2 separate regions of the Mus musculus genome follow, and region 2 is linked to region 1. Evidence: chromatin contacts called from public Hi-C data. All regions are on one chromosome and are shown on one strand. Each heading gives the region's core, a stretch centred on a gene start, on an enhancer-like site or on the middle of the called end of the contact. The rest is flanking DNA. Distances are from core to core; before and after follow the strand shown.

What was found. Hi-C and Micro-C count contacts between places; a contact is called where the count stands out from the background.
Region 2: a contact with region 1 is called in a Hi-C map of cerebellum, with 1.8 times the contacts expected there. The contact joins two enhancer-like sites.

What each region holds. Positions count from the first base shown.
Region 1 is chr6:107,060,911-107,064,617 of GRCm38.p6, reverse strand. No RefSeq gene overlaps it. Among named protein-coding and RNA genes, the nearest start is that of Gm22418, 61 kb to the right of the region's middle. Within about 2 kb of position 1,552, at least 4 of the 459 cell types and tissues checked have an H3K27ac peak or open chromatin away from gene starts, as enhancers often do. A contact at or near this core is called in cerebellum, where this site is marked.
Region 2 is chr6:107,442,785-107,446,491 of GRCm38.p6, reverse strand. No RefSeq gene overlaps it. Among named protein-coding and RNA genes, the nearest start is that of Lrrn1, 85 kb to the left of the region's middle. Within about 2 kb of position 1,916, at least 6 of the 459 cell types and tissues checked have an H3K27ac peak or open chromatin away from gene starts, as enhancers often do. A contact at or near this core is called in cerebellum, where this site is marked.

The sequences.
Region 1 (3,707 bases), core at 303-2,802:
ATCACAGCATTGGGGCCTAGCAAACACAGAAGTAGATGATCACAGTCAGCTATTGGATGGATCACAGGGCCCCCAATGGAGGAGCTAGAGAGAGTACCCAAGGAGCTAAAGAGATCTGCAACCCTATAGGTAGAACAACAATATGAACTAACCAGTACTCCCAGGAGCTCATGTCTCTAGCTGCATATGTATCAGAAGATGGCCTAGTTGGCCATCAGTGGAAAGAGAGGCCCATTGGTCTTGCAAACTTTATATGCCTCAGTACAGGGGAATGCTAGGACCAAGAAGAGGGAGTGCATGGGTAGGGGAGTGGGGGGGGGCATGGGGGACTTTTGAGATAGCATTGGAAATGTAAATGAAGAAAATACCTAATTAAAAAAAAAAGAATCACAGCATCTTATATACTACTTGCAGGGATGGTGCTCAGGGGACAACTGCCAAAGTCACCAGAGAGCTAAGTCAGACAATGTTGGCAAAGAGGACACAGGATACCTCAGACACAGCCTCTTTAGGACTGATAACCACAGCCCAAGGGGAAGAGCAATGTCCCCAGAAACTACAACCTTGACTCCTACAAGGCATCTGCCCCAGCATCACACAGACCTGGCCAAGTCTGTTCCTGGACAGGGACACAGAACTAAAGTTCCTTTTGTCCTTTTCATGGGGGCCTCTGAACATCTTAGGTTAGTCTGTCTTCTCAAGGTCTTGTTTTTCTCTGTGAGGGAAATAAAAGTGTGGTGGGGCCAGCATTAGTGGCAAAGAACCTAGATTCAAGGTTGGAGTCTGATATTTATTAGTGATAGGAAAGAAGATAACTGAAGTGAAGGAATTAAGCACTTAAGGACTGGGGATCTGAAAGGTGTCCGTGACCAAGAGCTCACTATGTGTCAGAGCTCTCAATTGGGTAGGATGGACATTCCTACAGGAATCCCAGAGGCTCTGGTGGCTGAAGCATAGTGAACTGTTTAGAGCATCGAAGGTAAGAATAGAAAGGGGCAAGACAAGCATAGGTGGGGACTGGAGCATGTATTCACATTACACTGAGAAACAGGTGTGATTTGCATTCTGGCTACTGTAACAATTGCAGATAATTACAGTCAGGTGTGAAGGAGTAAAACAAAAAGCTCTTAGTCACCACTTGCTTGCACAGATCATTTAGACTCAAGAGAAAGCAGCTAGGAAACATGAGTATGGGTGCTGAGATACAAAGCAATGACAAAGAAAGATGTTGGCGCCGCTTTGGATAAAAGGAAGTGATGGGAAGAAATGCTGTATTGGCTTAGGTGTTGGGGTCAGGTTGGGTACAGGATCAGAAAGACAAATTTCTAGAATTATAATGGGGGCAGGACTTGTTGCACTCGATGTTGTGCTGTGCCTTCAATAATATATCAAATGCTGCTCTATAAAGAGTAGACTCGAGCATAAGAAGCTAGAGGCTTGCATCCCACACACCCTCGAAAGAAGAGAAATTGTAATTTAGCTCACCTAACAGAGCTGGCAAAGAAGGAGGGAGCAGGTGTGTGCCCCTGAGCAGAAGTGATATTTTGGCAAGGGAAGACATAAAACTGGGGCTCCAGATCCATCTTGCTGACCTTGTACAATATGTTCTCCTGAGCAGAGGGGAAGAAATAAGGTCATTGGATAAAGGCCAGAGATGATGTAACAAAAAAAATCTCTTCCGATACCACTTCCACTCTTGCTGACAATGATCAGAAAGCAAATTTGAAAAGCAGAGAACTATTTCTATTTTATTGCATTCTTAAGAAAAAAAAAAAAAAACAAAACAGGCTTACCCAAGAGCCTACATCTTACCTTATGAAAGCCTACTGTGTGATACAGTTACTGTTGATTTAGGGAGCTGAGAGTTTCTTGAGACACAAATATTAATATAATCTTCACAGAAATAACTGGCCACTGATTGGTCCTAGAAGGAGAAGCTATATCATACTGTGACCGTATCTAAGGTAATTCTTGACCTGATAAGATCATAGATTTGAGCCCTGAAGTTGTCACTAACTTGATGGAAGAGTACCTTAGGGAAAAGTGTTTGATCAGGATATGGAATGTTTTATTAGGGTTTGCTTTTGTAATGTGTTTCCCACTGCTGAATGTGATGCCCTCAGTATAAAGTTGACCCAGTGACCATAGAATAGAACCACAGAGAGCTGTAAGTGAATGACAGTGTAAGGTCAGGCCTTCTTGTTCTGCCAGATGTCTGTTTCACCAAGTGTGCCCATGCCAGCCTTGAACTTAAAGTTCTCCTGCCTCATCCTTCTAAGTCTGGGAGTGTAGGTGTACACTTTGATGCTCTGCTGCTTACTATCTTAAAAAAGGACACAGCGGGATTCATGTAAATATTAGTAGCAAATACAAGCATTGGGTAAGGAATTTTGAGAGGAAGGTCATGGTTGCCTCTGCATCTGTGAATATCAGACTCCCAGCAGATTTTGGAGCTATAGTTGGCATTTTTGAAAATGTTAGTAACTATTGCTGAGGTAATTTGAATGGCAAATCTTTTCTGTAGGTTCAGGTATTTGTACACCTAGTCACTTACTTGGGGGTGATGCTTGGAGACCTTGCTGGACAAAGTATGTCACAGAGGGATGAGCCTTGAGATATAGCCTCCTATCACTTCCAGTTCACTCTCTCTGCTTTGTGGTTGTAGGTGTTATGAGCTCTCAGCTTCCTGCTCCTCACCTGCCACTTCCTGTTGTGCCTTCCCAACATGATCATCTGCACAGAACTGTAAGCCCAAATAAGCTCTTCCTTTTGTAAGTTGCTTATGGTGGTGGTATTTTAGCACAGTAGGTGCAGAGTAACTGAGAGAGTTGGTGTTTAGAATTTTTATTGCTACCTTGGCACTTATGAGATTAGCTGGGAAATACACCTTCTCAGCTTTCTTGAAAGTCACTTCTCAAGTCTGTTCTCTCTGTGAGGTTATAAACAGCGGGGATTCTCGTCATGAATTATTTATTCAGTATATCTATCCAGGTCTTGACATACTACAGATAGTATGCAGGCATGTGGATATAATGTAACGGCTGAGATAGAATATAGATGACTACAATTAAGTCAGGATTTTTTTTTCCTTGCAAGGAAATCAGAATATAGAAGTCTGTGTGTATGCACATGTGTGTGTGTGTGTGTGTGTGTGTGTGTGTGTGTGTGTGTGTATGTGTACCTGTGTACATGCAGAGGCCAGGGGGCAATGTTGAGTGTCTTTGTTGATTGCTCCCATTGAGAGAGGATCTCTTACTTAATTGTGGAACTCACTGATTGCCTATCCTGGCTGGATAGTGAGCCACTGGGATCCTCCTGTCTCTATCCCACAATGCTAGAATTACAAACCTATGCTGTCATGCCTGGCTTCTATATAGGTACTGGGAATCTAAACTCAAATGTTTTACCCACTGATCCAGCCTCTCAGAAGAGAATTTTTTAAATTATTCATAGTTTTAGCTTGGTGTAGCTCTGGTATACCTGAATTTAGGTTTCTATGGCTTAATTAAATAACATGAATCATTTAGCAGCATTGCTCCAATTCTAGTTACCACAGTATATAAACTGTGGCTGACTGTAGATTCATGGTAGCTCTTTAGTCCTTAATACAAAAAAAAAAAAAAAAAAAACATAATCAGAGAAAATCATATCACCTTCTCAAAGTCTATAGTCCTTTTGTCATTGCAGAAAGCTATCCTGGAGTATCT
Region 2 (3,707 bases), core at 667-3,166, 380 kb before region 1:
ATCAGTATATATTGGAATGGTGAGAGATTACACAGGGTATTCAACCCATAAGTGTTTAATGACTCAATGAATTGAGCCTTCCATTTCTACAGTTTTAAGGTCATATCTTTAGTACTTAGAAGAATTTTGAAAAATATCAACATAAAATATTAAGCTTGGGTCACAGTTTCCTTCTGCTGCTGTTTTGTTTTATTCTAAGCAAGTGAATATTTATGGAAACCAACTCATTCAAATATTTATAAATAGCTTTGTGACCTTGAGCCAGCTTTCTCTTTGTTAGTTTGAGCCTCAGAGTCTTAGTTTCTTTCTCTGTTGCTGTGATAAAATGCTCTGACTACCATAACTTAAAGACCAAAGGGTTTATGTTAGCTTACTATTCTAGGTTATAGACCATCAAAACAGGCGTGTGAAGCAGCTGGCCACGTTCCATCTACAGTCAGGTGAAACAAGAAATGAATGATGTATACTGCTCCCTTTCTATAGTCATACAATTCAGGATTTGAGCTATACTCGGTGAGCGAATTGTCTTACATGAATTAATATCACCAAGACAATTCGCCCAGAGGCACATCTTCTACATGATTCTAGATTCTTCATGTTAACAGTTAAAATAATCCATCCATCCCACCCACTATCAGTAAAATGTTGAAGAAAGGAAGATTACACATAAGTAAATTTTCATTCAAAAGACCCAGGTATTATCAAAAGCATTCTAACCTACTGGTATGGTGCAATGAAAAGAATGCACTTGCTGATCATAATGGGGGAAGATATATGAGCTCCTGAATACTTCTCAAAGTTTGGCCTTTTGTATAAGCAACATTTCAGCATGATAGATTATTTTCTTAAGCAGCTATTGAAATATGAAACAATAGATAGGAAGTCTCACTTGTAGAGCTAACATTGGTTACTTACACACTCATTAGGACTTGTGCTTTTCCTAATGTTTTCATCTCCCATTGTGATGTCATCGTACATATTATTCCAGATAATGGCAATGATGACGCTTGTTTGGTCTGAGACAATCTAAGGTCTTTTTGATTGTTCTTTGTTGCTGAGTGGAAGCTGATGTCCTTAAGGCTTTTGCTTAAATAATTACAGTTATTAAAAGTCACGCTCCCAAGAGGAAGAAAACTCCCTCCTGCCTTTCTTTGTACTGCCTGCTGTAAACAACTTTACCATATGATGGACTTGACTTCAGATTCAAGTTCTACTCTTTTGATGGCTCTATGTTCATGAACATACAGTGTTCTTATTTGTGAGGTCAGGTTAAACACTATCTTCCTGGAGTACTGTTAAGCTTAAATATAACTATCTCTACCAGAACTCAGTTCCCTGTTTGAAGGAAGAATTTTATAGCTGTTAGGTACTTTTCTGGTCTTGTTCTTGCTCTTGCTGACTCATGTTGACTGAAGAATGCTGTCTGAGAATCTAGTTTGGTTCTAAACAGGGAATGAGCACAGTGGCCTAAGCCAGAAGACTTCCTTCAGGGATGCCAGGTGACCCTTTACTCATTGAGGGAAGAGCTTAGCTGTCTGCTGTACATATGGTCCGATAATTTTCACGATCCTTTGAGGACATGTCTTTCCTCCTAGGTTGGGACAGAGAGATGTTTCATCATCAGATGAGTCTCCCAGTCTTCAAAGAGCAGATGACAGAAATTATGTCCTACCATAGAACTCAGAAAGAGCTCCAAAGCCCTTAGCATTGCCTCTGCCTGCAGCCTCTAATGCTTCAGCTCTGCTCAGTCAGGCTTCACCTACTCCATCCTAGTTCTGTGGGCACAAACAAATAGTTGAACATATTTTTTTTTTCGTAGACAGACTGCTGCATCAGAAACCTTAGGGTCTCCTGTCCACCAGGGGATTCAGCAGTGCTTCCTGCACCCCTGCAAAGCACATTGCCTAATGCTCAAAGAACGCCACCTGCTCCAGCGCAGCAGCCAGCTTTCTGTCTCATCCTGGCCTTTCTGTTTGGACCAGTACAAGGGGTTTGCCAAGATTCAGTTGTGTCACTGCCCACTCCATTTGCTAGGACATTACAGATTTCAATGAAATGTTTCCCACACAGATTTGATGCAAGTGCAGAAAAAAGAGCTGTTGGTTCTGTGAATGCTTTAGAGATGGCAAGTCTGAGCTGCTAAAAAGTGACTTTTCACTTGCTTTGGATAAGGTAACTCCACCATCCTTGGGATAGAGGAAACTACAAAATGAGGCAGAGTCTACATTCAGGTCCATAGAGGACTGCTGCTTTAAAGCAGTTAAACCTGTGACTCAGAGCCAGTTATAATCTGAATTGTTTATGTAAAGTAAATGCCGATTCCTGTACCACCTTGTCAACCATACATCAAAGCTTTGGCATCAGGACTTACGTTATTGCTCAGGGGTACACACATGCATGCGCTTCAGTCTCAGTGTGAAGGTAGGATGGGAAGGGGTATTAGCTCAAAAAATGCTTCATTCCTCTGCCTTTACTAAAGACTTTGGTGTTAGTTTCATTCATATATTTCATTATAATAAAATTCATTACATATGAATCTTTTAAAAGTAGTTCCCAATTTGACCACTGTTTTCCATTAACTGATCACTTACGTACCCCAACACACGGAACGAGGAACATCATAACTTTCAAGATGTCCAGGTAGCCATCTCTCAAATTGGCTTGGGCATTTGCACTGTGCACAGCTCAAGCTATAGAAGGACTGGCTAGTGATGACAGTGGGCTGGGTAAATACGTTCACAAACTCTTAGGTTCCTTTGAGTTTGTGAAGTGAATCAAGTACCTATGGCTTAGAGTGTAGTCTACAAGAAAGAAATATATGTGAATAACATTCTATACTAGCTAGATTTGGGGATGATTTTTCATTCATTGTGTTCAGTTTTTCAGTAGCCCCTGTGAGGTAAGAATTATTGTACCTGTTTTATAGGTGAGGCTACTGAGGTTCACATAAGTTAACTTTGTTAGCATTTTTGTCTAGGCTCTGCCCCACAGTTACCTGGCAACATCTAGGGGTGCCTGGGTCACTATGAAAGGGGCTACATGCTCCCTTCAGGCTCTCTTGCCTTCTTGCTCTTCCTCTGTCCACTCGCCCCTTCCCCATCTCTCCCCATTTCCCTTCCCCCTCTCCCTTTATGTGCTCATGGCCAGAGTCTCCTCCTCCTCTTCCTTCTCCTCCTCCTCCGCTACCTCCTCTTCCTCCTTCTCCTCCTCTTCCTCCTTCTCCTCCTCTTCCTCCTTCTCCTCCTCTTCCTCCTCCTCCTCCTCCTCCTCTTCTTCTTCTTTTCTCTCTCTCTCTCTCTCTCTCTCTCTCTCTCTCTGCCTTCCTCTGTCTTTATTACCCTCTCAACTCCCCTCTTCGTGCCCTGAATAAACTCTTCTATACTGTACCTTCGTGTGGCTGGTCCCTCAGGGGGAAGGGATGCCTCAGCATGGGCTCACAGAGGTACCCCCTTTCCCCACACCTTACCACACCTCTACCAACCATATTCTTTCTCTCTTTATCTTTTTAATGAACTTGGACTCATTTATATAGCCATGAGAAGCATACCTCAAGTTTATCCTACACCCAAATCCTATGAAAACTAGTGCTTATTGGTTTGGATGGAAGCATTAAGTGATCTACTCTGTACTAATATCCAAACTCTGACATTATGTTATATGATAACATTGTTAGCTTTTGGATTTGCATCCCAAATGTTTCACACGAA